Linked DNA regions of Sus scrofa: region 1 is linked to region 2. The links are chromatin contacts, called in public HiChIP or PLAC-seq maps. All regions are on one chromosome and are shown on one strand. Each heading gives the region's core, a stretch centred on a gene start, on an enhancer-like site or on the middle of the called end of the contact. The rest is flanking DNA. Distances are from core to core; before and after follow the strand shown.

Region 1 (7,020 bases), core at 1,223-3,722, 370 kb after region 2:
CCCACTAGCTCACAGAGGGCTGAGTTTAACTATACGTAATGTCTTCGAAGGTCAATTAAGTGGATTCAGCTGGCTCAACTCTTCAGCACAACCTGTTGTCACAAACCGAATTATGCAGCAGCTGGTCCGTTATCAATAATTTAAAGATAATATGCCAAGTGTGGAGTTGTCTGGCTTCTCCCCTGCTCACCACATTTCCTGGGCTCTTCTCTCTCCCTCTCCCCTTCCTTTCCTCATCTTTCCCTCTCCCTCCCTGTTTCCCTTTCTTCCTCTTCTTCAAGCCTTCTCTCCTTCCCTCCTCTCTCCCCTTTCCCTCCCCCTCACTTCTTTCCTCCTTCTCTCCTTTCACCTTTCTTTCCCTCACCCCCCATTTCTAGGTTCCCCTTCATGTATTTCACCCATTACAACAACAATTGGAATTCGAGGATGGAATTGTGTCGGGAAGAGAAAGCATGGTAGGACTCAGCATCGTGGCTCAGTAGTTTCCATGAGGAGGCGGGTTTGGTCCATGGCCTTGCTCAGTGAGTTAAGGATCCGGTGTTGCCATGAGCTGTGGTGTAGGTCAGTGGCGACAGCTCCGATTCGACCCTTAGCCTGGGAACCTCCATATGTTGCAGGTGCAGCCCAAAAGAGAGAGAGAGACACACACACACACAAAAAGGCATAATAAATTCACCTTATAGGAATAGCAAAGAATGTTCCTTGGGGAGAACAGTTTCAAATAATAGAAGGAAGTGACAGAACATTGGAAGGATTTCTAACATGATAGGATTTATGCCACAGTGAAAAAGCATGTAGCAAATAGTAATTATGAAATTAAATTGATTTATTATTAATAATCTGTGTGGCAAATTTTGTAGAGTCCTTGAGGTAAATGAACTAGGTATTTCTAATTCCACAAGGATTCCAACTGTTTTTTGCAGCTGGCAGCAGGATGGCTGTGTCACTGACGGCCTGTGCACTTAAGACAGGTATATTGATACATTTTTGTGCCTCATTTGCTGTGGGATTTGGTTTGCCATTTCCCAGTGGTGACTAATCATACATGGCCTTCTGCTTAGCTCCAGGGATTGATTATGTATTTTGTTATGTAATGTACATCAGAACATAATTTAAAACATAGACTTTTTTTTTTTCTTTTTCCTTTTTTTAAGGGCTCCACCTGCAGCATATGGAAGCTCCCAGGCTAGGGGTCAAATTAGAGCTGCTGCTGCCAACCACAGCCATGCCAGATCTGGGCTGCATCTGTGACCTGTATACCACAGCTTGTGGCAACACCGGATCCTTAAACCCACTTTGTGAGACCATGGGTCAAACCCATGTCTTCATGGATACTAGTCGGGTTCTTAACCTACTGAGCCACATGGGAAGTCCCAAAACATATACTTGTTTTTTAATGATTTTTTTAAAGTTAGCGACAAATTATATTGTCTAAGTAAAGCCCCCCAAATGTAAAGGTTATTTTAACCATTTTTTACAAAAATTTTTCCCCTGGCTTTAATAACTCTGAGCTTAGGGTGACCTTATAGCTCATACGCACAGGCACCATTGATAGTCAGAACCATTTTTTGTTTCCACTTTTAAAAATTTTATTGACATGTAGTTGAGTTACAATGTTGTGATAGCTCCTGCTGTACAACAAAGCGATTCAGTTAAACACATACACACATCCATCCCTTTTCAAGTGCCTTTTTCATATAGGTTATCGCAGAATATTGGGGAGCATTCCCTTTATATTTTAACCGATCTTTTCACTCAACCTTTACTGCTTAAGGTGTGTTGCATGTCCAGGAGAATGTCAGGTTTTGGAATCTTTTGGCCTTTGGTATCATCTTCTTTGGTGAAGTCCTCTGGGGATGGTGGGGGGAGTAGTGTTTTTCTGAGTAAGGGAGAAAGTATTGGCCTCTGGTACTTCTGGATGTCTTTTCAAAAGAGTAGAATCTCATCAAGTGGAAAGTGTATCAGTCACAGCAGGAAAAAAAAATGCACTTACTGGGAACTCACCTCCCTGCCCACCCCCACCCCCCTTCTGCCTTTCAGAATCTTTGCCAAGAACTAGAAGCAAAGTTTTATGAAGGGACTTTTAATTGGGAAAGTGTCAAGCAGCATGATGCCGCCAGCCTGCTGAAGCTCTTCATCCGGGAGCTGCCGCAGCCACTGCTCAGTGTAGAATACCTCAAAGCCTTTCAGGCTGTCCAGAGTGAGTGCCATCCCTCTTTGAAGCAGTCCTTGTGCCGGTGCCATCCATGTTAATCGTTTTAATGTCATTTTGTGTCACGAAGAATATAACCAGATGCATGTGGATAGACCTCCTGACTCACAGATGTTGGCGAGTGCTCAAATGTCACGTGATGTTTTCTTTTTTCCTTTATAGATACACACTTCTGAGTAAATAGATACTAGTGGGTTCTCTTTGGGTACAAATGAACTGCATGCCCTTTAAGCAATGCAATAGATGTATTCTCATGTTAAATGAAACTGGAAACGTCACATTTCTTTTATAATAGAGTGAATCATACAAATATAAGTTCTCCCATACAGTTGGCTTGCTAAATGTTAAAAACAACACTTCCTGGAGAATCTGTGGATTAACAGTTATTGCAAAAGCCCAAGGAGAAGTGGCAAAGTCTGTGATTATTTCTTGAAAAATTAGCTTCTGAGATTGTTGTGCAGAAACATAGAACAAATCAACAACAATGCTGTCTCATTGGCGGGGGACAGCACATTTCCTAAGTCTCACCATATTGTGGTCTTGGGCAGGCTCCAAATCAGTGTCTCCATGAGTTCTCCATTCCTTTCCAGTGAACATGGAGATCTTTTGAGGTTCATGTACTGGCAGAGTTACCTCTTTGAGTCCTAGAGACCCCCAGAAAAGGAAAAACGTTGTCACCACATTCTAGTGGCCAAACGGGACTTTATTATTTTTAATTTTATTTTTGCCTTTTAGGGCTGCACCCCTGGCGTATATGGAGGTTCCCAGGCTAGGTCTAATCGGAGCCACAGCCATAGCAACGTAGGATCCTTAACCCACTGAGTGAAGCCAGGGATCGAACCGCAACTTCATGGTTACTAGTTGGATTTGTTTCCACTGCACCATAATGAGAACTCCCAAAATGTACTTTAAATGCCAAATTGAGACCCTTTTGAGAGTAAAAGGGAAGAGCTGTGAATGATTATGCTGTGCTGTAGTGTCAACCAGAACTGTTCCAGGCTCTTTTTTTTTTTTTTTATAATTGACATACAATATTAGTTTCAAGTGTACAGTGTAATGATTCATTATTTGTACATATTGCAAAAAAGTCATAATAATGTCTACTTAATATGTCACTACGCATAATTACAGAAAATTTTTTTATGAGAATTTTTTGTTTCTACTCTTAAACACTTACAAATAGGCAATACAATATTATTAACCCTAGTTGCCATGCTGTGCATTATTTCCCCAGGACTACTGATTTTGTCACTGGACATTTGTACCTTTTGAGTCCCCTCACCCATCTCCTCCCACCCCCAACCACCAGTCGCCAGTACCTGTGATAGTTCAGAGAGTTCCGCCAGTCTATTGTCTGTATCTATGAGCTGGTTTTTTTTTGTTTTTTTTTTTTTTTTTTTTTTTTTTTTTTTTTTTTTAGGTTCCACATATAAGTGAGATTATAGGGCTCATAGGTTATTTGTCTTTCTCTGTCTTAACCTTACATAGCATAATGCACTCGAACTTCATCCATGTTGTTGAAAATGGCAAGATTTTCTTTTTTTCTTTTTGTCTTTTTAGGGCCGTACCTGCAGCATATGGAGATTCCCAGTATAGGGGTCCAATCGGAGCCACAGCTGCCAGCCTCAACCACAGCCACAGCAATGGTATCCGAGCCTCTTCTGCAGCCTACACCACAGCTCATGGCAACACTGGATCTTTAACCCACTGAGCAAGGCCAGGGATTAAACCTGCGTCCTTATGGATGCTAGTCAGATTCATTAACCACTGAGCCATGATGAGAACTCCTAGATTTTTTTTTTTTTTTTTTGTCTTTTTTCTAGGCCACACCCACGGCACATGGAGGTTCCCAGGCTAGGGGTCTAGTCAGAGCTGTTGCCACCAGCCTACACCACAGCCACAGCAATGCCAGATCTGAGCCTCCTCTGCAACCTACACCACAGCTTATGGCAACGCCGGATCCTTAACCTACTGAGCGAGGCCAGGGATCGAACCTGCAACCTTATGGTTTCTAGTTCGATTCGTTAACCACTGAGCCACGACAGGAACTCCCAGATTTTCATTTTTTTTTTTTTAATGGCTCAATTTTATTCCATTATACACCAGGCTGTTCTTAAATCATGTCACATGGAGATGTTTCCCTTGGGTTATCTCCTATCATAACATTGCTGCAGAAATTGTAGGAGAGACAGGACCGAAATTATCTGTGTAGTAAAGTATTTTTTCATGGTTAGGTTGTGCTACTTAACATACATACATACATATATATGTATTCCTTGGATATAGATTAAAAGACCAAGTTTATCCCTGTAAAACAAATGCCAGAAAGATTCCACATATCCATGAGTATTACTTGATGGGGTAGGGACCAATGAAAATGATCATAATGTCCTTCTTCAGCTTTTTCATTGCAGATTGCTTTTCCCATTCATTCCATAAACACTTATTGAACACCTGCTGTGTGGTCCAGGCTCTGTTTTACACACTCCTCTTGGAACTGGTGACCTCTCACATGTACACCATGTCATATGTTCACTCGCCACTAAAAGAAACAAACTTCACTGTGACAGATGCACCCTGACACTGCATCCTAGAAGGTCCAGTCTTCTGTGTCTTTTCATGGAGAAGTAATGATCATGCAGAAGTTAAGATTATTTCCAAAGCACTCTTGTGTGTCTGCAAACATAAGGCCCCCCCATCATACGATCACAGTTGGTAGTAAGCATTCGGAGAGACAAAGCTCTCCAGCAACAGCTGCTTCTCCTAATCTCCCCCCAACACACTCTCAACAAGGTTTGCAGCTCAGTCATTCTGTCTTAGATTTCGCAGTGAAGTTTATGCCAAATAACTTTTTTTTCTTTAACAAAATGAGAAAGAAAGTAAAGAGAAATATTTGGTAAAGACGAGTGTTCAGATTTATTTAATCTGTCTGCAGATCTTCCAACCAAGAAGCAGCAGCTACAGGCCTTGAACCTTCTTGTCATCCTCCTGCCTGATGCAAACAGAGACACACTCAAGGTCAGCTGGATTCATTTATGTTAAATATCCCTTGGAACTAAGCAGAGTAATTTTTCATTATTTGTTACGAAACAAAATGATGGTATTGTGGAAATATTAGTAGTTGTCTATAAAGAAAAGACCTGTTTTTAAGGAACGATGGTGAAAGTCTTTAACTCTTTATTAATTTATTAACTAGTCATGTTAATAGTATCATGGAGGGGGGGGTTGGTTTGTTTCTTTGGATATTTTTCAACTATAACATTTCTTTCTACCAAAATGGGTGATTGAGATTCAGTTGTTAACAGAAGCATGGGTGCTTTTTGGTTTTTCCTTTCTTTCTGTTTTTCTGCATTTTCCAAATTTTATTTAGTGAGCATGTATTATGAAGGTAAAAAAAAAAAAATATATATATATATTCAAATATAAAATCCTGGGAATTCCCATTGTGGCGCAGCAGAAATGAATCTGACTAGGGACCATGAGGTTGCAAGTTCCATCCCTAACCTTGCTCAGTGGGTTAAGGATCCACCATTGCTGTGAGCTGTGGTGTAGGTTGCAGATACGGCTCGGATCCTGCGTGGCTGTGGTTGTGGCGTAGGCCAGCAGCTGTAGCTCTGATTGAACCCCTAGCCTGGGAACCTCCATATGCTACAGGTGTGGCCCTAAAAAGCAAAAAACAAACAAACAAAAACCAAAAACACGAAAAAAAAAAATCCTGAGGCTCATCAAATATAACCCACTGTTGCCCATAGATGTTAGATTTTTTTTGTAGTTCCAAGCAGTAGAGTTTGAAATAAGTCAGTGATAATTTTGAAGCATTTGATTAGTTAGCCAAAAGATAGACTAACTCAAATAAATTTTAGTTATTTCTCAAAGGGCCTACCCTGAATTTCTGATTTACATTCTCATTTCAAAGTGATTTGGTCTAATATTCACATGGTTTAATGCTGCTGCTTGTATGTGTTGCCAAGGACTTTCATAATAATCAGTGGATTATTCCACATTGATTGACTTTTTCCTTAATGGCAAAAATTATAGAGTAGTTGGAAAAGGTTTAATTATAAACTTTTATGAAAGAAAAAAGAAAACTTTAAAAATACAATTTTCGGGAGTTCCTGCTGTGACACAGCAGGTTAAGGATCTGTTCTTGTCTCTGTGGCAGTGTGAGTTCAATGTCTGGCCCATAGCAGTGGGTTAAAGATCTGGCCCTGCCAAAGCTGTGGAGTGGGTCACAGTTGTGGCTCAGATTCGACCCCTGGCCTGAGAACTTCCATAGGCCATGGATGTGACCGAAAAAGGAAAAAAAAAAAAAAAAAAAAGGTAATTTTTGGCCATGCCCACAGCCTGTGAAAGTTCCCAGGCCAGGAATTGAAGCTGCATTCTCAAGCTGTTGTTGCGGTAATGATGGATCCTTAACCCACTGGGCCACAAGAGAACCCCTAGAAATATAATTTAGGGTATTTACCTTATGTTTTACTCTTGCCTTAAAAAAATTATTTTTCATACAGGTAAAGGTGAAACCCTTACCCTTTTACCCCATGTAGTTCTTTCTATTTAAAATGAAAAAATAAAAAAATCATTTGTCAAGAAAACAAAACCACCAGTTGGTAAATCTAGGAAATTTTTCTTCTGTACCTTATTAAGACTCCTTGAACTGAAACTAAATGAGTGAATTCCATGCCCATGCAATGAATGTTAATACTCAACTTTTCTGGATGAAGCAGTTGATGAGAACGGCTGGAGCGAAAACACTGCGTCGTGACAGGAGAACTTCCAGCGTTACTCCCATTACTAAGCCAGAAAATAAT
Region 2 (6,651 bases), core at 2,848-5,347:
GGCTACAGTACCAATTAGACCCCTAACCTGGGAACCTCCACATGCCACTGGTGTGGCCCTAAAAAAAAAAAAAAAAAAGAAGAAAGAAATTAGTTAAAAGAGAGAGAGAAAAAAAAGCCAATCCAAAGATTATCCAAAACAAATCTCTTAACTTTTCCTAATGTTTTTTATTTGAGCCTCACTCGCACCTAGTTTCTGCATTCAAAGCAGCCCTCACAAAATGATGTTTTTCTGCCAATCTTGTTCCACACTCTCCTTCCTGATCCACAAGTGCAGTCTTTAACATGTGCAAGTATATCAAGCAATTTGTTTCAACATGCAACTCTTACCTAGTGGCGATGAAGAAATAATTGTCTGATGGTCTTTATGACTGTCATCCACCCTTAAGGCTTCTCCTGGAGGTCTAGCAGTGATTCAAAGAGAGAAAAAGTTACCTCGAGGATTGTCATTAAAAAAAGAAGCCTCTGAGCCCACAATTAAGAAGTTTATATTTTGAATCTCTGACTCACTACCTAAGCTCATACATTATCACTCAGTATATTACAAAAAAATAAACTAGTTCTAAAAGAGGTTAAATAGATTTTTGTCATTTATTTCACTGCCCTACCCTAAATTCCCCCACTGAAGTTCCTGTGATTATAGGACAAGCTACTATATGAAAGTTACAGGGATCATTTAATTCAACTTTAATTTCTCTCATTGCCTTTATCCTTAAAATTAAAGTTAGGGTACAGAACACACACTGGCTGGCAAAAGAACAGATACTATGTTAGCAGGTTTTGTCCACACACGTGTTTAAATCACAAATTATACAAAGTATTCAGAAATACTGTCTTAACCCAGTGAAACAAAATTATACTCTTAGAACTACAAGGGGCCATTTATTTTATGACTATATATAACTGTATGGTTAAGAAACTAAATACCAGCCTTAAAGTATATTTATTAGGGAATAAAATGATCAACTCCTGTAATAGGCAAATTTCATCCAAAGGTCTTTTTTCACTTTTCCGAAGTTTAAACACATACAGCACTTTGTATTTTTATTAACATTCAACTGAAATCATCCGCTGTGACTCCTAATTAAAGGTTGATCAAATGCACAAACAACGATAAATAAACTATTGTTTCTAATCCAGAGTGACCAATCCCAAATCTTAGAATAAAAGCAACGTGTATTTCCCACAGAGTTAATGAGGGATGGAAGTTAGAGGGTCTGGGTCCTCAGATTTCATTTGCTCTGCGATTTACTAAACCTCCTATTTCTGATTAGCATCCTTTCATACAACATCTGGCGGCTCGCTCAGGTCGTCTAATTACTTCCACGTCTGAACGGACTACGTAGCTAAAAGTAAAGGCCAAAGTTTGCTCTCGGCCTTCCGAACTTAAAGATGCGTTCAACCACTAGAGGTCTCCCCTTGGCCAGTTTTGTACGTTCGCTATTTTGCTGCACTTGAAACTTTCCGGAGAAATGCTCTACTCGAGTCAGTGTTTTTCTAAAAACTTGCGCAAAAATCCACGCGACCGAGCTCGCCAGTACAGAGGCTCTCGGGCTCCCCACACTAATAAAGCTATTCCAAACAACGCTCTAGGAAAACCAAAATTAAAATTCGACGCACTCGTCCCAGCCTCTCCCCCCGCCCCATTCTTATTTCTCATCTCAGTTTCTCTTAACTTAGAGCAATCAAAAATCTATTTTTGTTTCTTAGGCACTCTGAATGAGCTCTAATGCATTTTTCCGGCGGTAGACCCGAGGTGGTAAAGGAGCGGGCCGAGGGATGCAGGGAGGGGGAAGGGCCGTGCTCACAGCGCCCGAGGAAGTTGCATAAGGAAAGAGACTCCGTTTTTTGGGTCCCCTCAAAAAAATCGGCGGGGAGGGGGAGGAAAAGGAAGCGGGGAGGGGGGGAGGTAGGAGGGAAACCGAAGCGACGTTTACCTTCGTCTCCCCGTGGAAGGGTGGGGTAAGAGCCGCGGTCTCCGCGACCCCGAAGGGCGGTTCCTTACCCCCACCTCTCTCCGAGCGCAGACGGACAAACAGATACCCCCACCCCTTCGCGGGGAAGGCGGGGAGGAAACTGCCCGGTTTTAAACTTTCTCTCACGGTCGCGCTAGGGCCGGGCTTTGACCAGAAGGGGTGGGGGAGACCGGAGGGCCCTTTTCTTTCAAGGTAATTAAAGTTTTACCACCAGCACAAAAGTTGCGCCCTCCCCCCGCCCGTGCCACCGTGCCCCCCTCCCCCGCGCCCAGGGCTCACAAGTTTTCCTCCCTCTCCACCCCCCACCAGCTCGCGGGGCGCGCGGCGGATGCCTCGGCTCCTGCGCTTCCCGATCCCCACCCCCGCCGGCCTCTACTTCCCCCCGCCCGGCCGCCGCGGCGCGAGGACGGCCCGCCGGGCCCAGGACGCTAGTGTGCAAAACCCATTATTCCGGAATGGCACACGCACGCGGCGCGAGGCGGGCGGCGGCCCCGCCTCGGACCCCTCTTTGCCTCCCCAGTATAAGGACGGCGTAAACAAGTTGCAGGAAAAGCAGCCCCGCGCCTTCACCACCTCCGCCCGCCGCCCCGGCGCGGCTGCCGCCGCCGCCGCCGCCGCCCGCCGCTACCGCCGCCGCGGCCGCCGCCTCCCGACACACGCCCGCGCCCGCACCCGGGCCGGCGCTGCGCGGCACGGCGCGGGGCGAACGCCGCGACGGCGCGGGCTCCCGGCCCGGCCCGCGGCCCGCGCCCTCCTCGGCGCGGACGGCCGCGGCGGGCCCGCGCCGCCTCGCTTCCCGAAGCACTTTCCTGCCTCGGGCAGAAATAAACCGGAGGGTTTATTTTTGTGCAACTTTCCCAAAATGGCGGAAATTGGAGCTGATCTATATGAAATTCTCACACAGTCGGTCGGGAAGGGGGAGGCGGCGAGGAAGAAAACGCAAACTCTCGGCCGCCGAGCCCGCCGCGGGTCCGTGAGTGTGTGCGTGCGTGTGAGTGTGCGTGTGCGCGGTGGGAGTCGGGGAGGCCTTTCCGCCGCGCACACACACACACAGCACACGCCGGGGAGACGCGCCTGCACATTCAACCAGTCCATTCTCCGCAGCCAGAGCGGGGAGAAAGTGGCCCGGCCTCTTTTCCCACTGCCTCGGTCTCCCGTACTTGTACTTCTCGCGCTCGCTCGCCCGCTCTCCGGTGCGCGCCCGGCACAAAGGCCACACGGGCGGAGGGGGCCGCAGGGGCGGCGCGCGGGGCTCGCGCCTCCCGCCGCACCGATCCGCGGCCCCGGCCGCCCCCGCGCTCCCCCCACCCCCGGCAGCGCCCCCCGCCTGGGCCGCCGCGCTCGCCGCCCGGGCTGCGGCTCCGCGGCGCCCACTCGGGCACGCACCCCGGCGGAGCCCGGCGCCGCCGCGCTCCCCCACCCCGCGCCCGGTGTCATGAAAGCGACCAAAGTGACAAGCTCGGGGGGCGCGGGGGAGGGGGCCCACACGCATCCCGCCGCCTGCGCGCGGGCGAGAGCCCGACGCGGCCGCCTCGCCCCGGCTCCCTTCCGCACGGCCCCCCACACCCTTCCCCGTGTGCGCGCAAAGGAAAAAATACAAGTCTCTCCTCCCCCCATTTTTTCCTTTCTCTTTTCTCTCTCTTTTGTTCCTCTTTCACACTCGCACTCACTACTTAAGAGTGAGATGCCCAGAGACTCCCCCTCCAGCCGTTTCCGAGTCACTTGCCCACTTTTTTCCCCGGGATTAAGTTTTCTCCTCTTTCCCAGAGGCGCAGAGAAGTGGGGGAGAAACCCCTTCTGTCCTTTCCCCTCCCCTGATCTGTTTCACAAGACGAGGGTGCGCTTCCTTCTCTCTATAGGTCTCTTAACTTTCATCCTCCCCCAGAAAAATAAATGAATGGCTTTTGCACGGACAAATCTTCATATTAATTAGAGATTAGATCCGATCAACCGCTTCTTACCCCCAAATTTTCTCTTTTTTTTTTCTCCGTCTCACGAGTAGTCCTGACAAATGGTCCAGGGCTGCGGGCGCAGTGCGCATGTGCGCGTAGAGTCAGGGCTGGGGAGAGGGGGAAACTGCGCTGGTGCCTGTGCCGCCGCCGCCGCCGCTGCCGGGGAGGCTCGCTCTGGCTTCCCTGTTAATGCTGCTGCGCCTTCGCCACTGGAAAGCAGCAATAAAGCCGGTTGGCAAATGCAGCAGCCCGCAGATACTGTTTCAGGTGCATCTTTTCAATATCCTTGTCACCGGCTCAGGGCTGGTTCAAGAACAATCAAAACAAATATGAAAGACTGCTAAGATTATAGATTTCTTTGTCTATTTTTCACTTTACTTTTTTAAAAAGGCATTTCTCTGAGCAGCTAATCCACCATGTACTGTTAAACGTCTGCTTTCAGCCATTCAAGAGTGGGCCACAGCCTTATACAAACACAACCCAAAAAGGCTAAACGCGTGCTACAGGTCATGAAAAATAAGAAATAAAGTTTTAAGCTTCTAGGCTATAGAACCTCCCCCCTCTTTGAGGACTGGAAGAATGCGTTATAAAGTGTGCATATAAAACTTGCGCGTGCCTTGCGTTTCCTAAGTGTTGGTCTTTATTGACAGCTTAAACATGTTAGGCCTCGGTTGTGAAATATGTTGGGATTCGTATGTCAACTTGGAAATCAGTGTTAAAGTCCCTTGACAATAAGCAGGTCGGCCGTGGACTACCCTCTGAACGTATTCAGTCAAGATGGCTGAGCAGTCCTAAACAGCAAAACCTGCTTTGTTAAGGCATCAAAACTAATCAAGCAAGAGTATTGTATTTCTGTATTGACAGCTTTCCACTTATTGACTGCAGGCTTCTTTTTTGGGCAGTTCACCATGCTCCTTTTCTACTAGATGCAAGTACTTAGAAAATAATTCAAGAAATTGAAGTTGTAATAAATATGTTTACCTTCATAACAGAGTTTGCGAGAAAAAAAAAAAGTAGCACTCATAATTTCAGAAATGGTGGAAGCAAGTCTTACATTTCACAGGAGTGGGGAGACAAAGTAAGGCCCCACTACTCAGAGTGGAGTATTTAGTTTGTATCTAATAAAGGGTAAAGGAGGCCCTTTTCCGAAATTGCTGCCTGAGGTCTAGAATTTAAATATATCACAGATGGAAATTCTGCTTTAAAAAATCCTTCCTCAAAATGTAAGTAATAATATTCTTGATTGAATTTTTTCACTTAAGGAATGTTCCTTGAACCAGTTTCAGAAAATAAACTGTTAAATTCTTTCCTTAGGACCATGAAATTACCCTAGAGAAGCAGACCACCCGACTATGTCGTGTGTTGGTACAGTGACCGAATTCTCCAAACCAAAAACCAGGACATAGGGCTTGACATGTACTCAAGACAAAGAAACGAACTCTGTGAAGCTGAAATGAGTTTATAGAGTATGCTTCATTTGTTGGGCAACCAGTGGTTTAAGGGTGCAAAGTGGGAAGGCTGGGTTAGTGAGAGCTATAGGTAATCTCATTGATTTCACCTACCACATCCAACCTTTTTCGAGCTGCTCCCAAACAGTTTAATTAACTGATCTGAATTTTAGCTTCTCTCCTTTCCTCCCTAGCCCTTGAATTATAAGCAGTGAAATGGCCAAAGGCATTGTTACCAGGAGCTATGTGCAAAACTAAGACTTTACCCCCAAAGAAAATAACATTACTTTTAGATTCCTCTTTCTAAAAATCCATTTTAGATGTGTTCTCTCTAGATAATTTATGGATGATATTTCTATTTCATATATATTTTTGGGGATGTTGGTTCCACAGTCTGTAAACTTAAAATCAAGGCCTACCTTGTGCTAATCATGCTACAAGGTGTTAGGGATAAACAGATGATCAAAACTAGGCCAAGAGATGGAGTTCCCATCGTGGTTCAGCGCATTAAGAACCCTACTAGTATTCATGAGGTTGTGGGTTCAATCCCGGGCCTTGCTCAGTGGGTTAAGGATCCAGTGTTGCTGTAAGCTGCCGCATAGTTTGCAGAAGCAGCTGGACATAGGGCAGCTCAGATGGATCCGGCGTGGCTGTGGCTGTGGCGTAGGCTGGCAGCTGCAGCTCTGATTCAACTCCTTGCCTGGGAACTTCATATGCCACAGGTGCACCCCAAAAAAGAAAAAATATGAGGCCACAGAATTCAATCGGGCAAAACAGACAGCCTAATGAACTTGCTTCACCTTGCAGTGGAAGTTGTACTTGGGGTATGAAAGGAAGTACAATTGAGAAGCATCTATTGCAGTAAGGGAAGGCTTTCCAGAAAAGGTGGTAACTAAGCTGATTCCTGAGGGACAAGTGTGCAGTGTCTCCTTTTTCTCTGGGAAGGTGATCCAATCAGAGAAACCCTGAGTAAAGCTCCAGAGGTTTGGAGAGTAAGGTTTGCCTTGTACCTACTCACATATCGAGGTTCACTAACAAAATAAGGATAAGCTGGAGTTCCTTGGTGGCCTAGGGGATTAAGGATCCAGTGTTGTCACTGCTGTGGCTTGGGTCACTGCTGTGACACAGGTTCAGTCCCTGGCCTGGGAACTTCTACATGCCATAGGCATGCCCAAAAGAATAAAAAAATAAAAAATAAGGATGAGTTGGGGATCTCTACAATACATTGCCTTTGTGCCACAGAGGTCATCAGTAAAACCTCAAAGATTGAACACAA

The links. HiChIP or PLAC-seq counts read pairs in DNA pulled down with a chosen protein or histone mark.
Region 1: a contact with region 2 is called in an H3K27ac HiChIP or PLAC-seq map of alveolar macrophages. The contact joins the enhancer-like site here to the promoter of L3MBTL3 in region 2. A contact is called at or near these places in 1 of 5 promoter capture datasets (liver), 14 of 47 Hi-C or Micro-C datasets (alveolar macrophages, brain, embryonic fibroblasts and 8 more) and 2 of 2 datasets of contacts at active chromatin or transcription factors (alveolar macrophages and skeletal muscle).

The regions. Positions count from the first base shown.
Region 1 is chr1:33,683,304-33,690,323 of Sscrofa11.1, forward strand. It overlaps ARHGAP18 (rho GTPase-activating protein 18), which reads left to right. Exons shown (of 15, transcript XM_021088430.1): 9 at 2,041-2,200; 10 at 5,148-5,230. Among named protein-coding and RNA genes, the nearest start is that of ARHGAP18, 160 kb to the left of the region's middle. Within about 2 kb of position 2,473, at least 1 of the 83 cell types and tissues checked has an H3K27ac peak or open chromatin away from gene starts, as enhancers often do. A contact at or near this core is called in alveolar macrophages, where this site is marked.
Region 2 is chr1:33,315,380-33,322,030 of Sscrofa11.1, forward strand. It overlaps L3MBTL3 (lethal(3)malignant brain tumor-like protein 3), which reads right to left and starts at 4,098. Exons shown (of 23, transcript XM_021088384.1): 1 at 3,937-4,098; 2 at 330-403.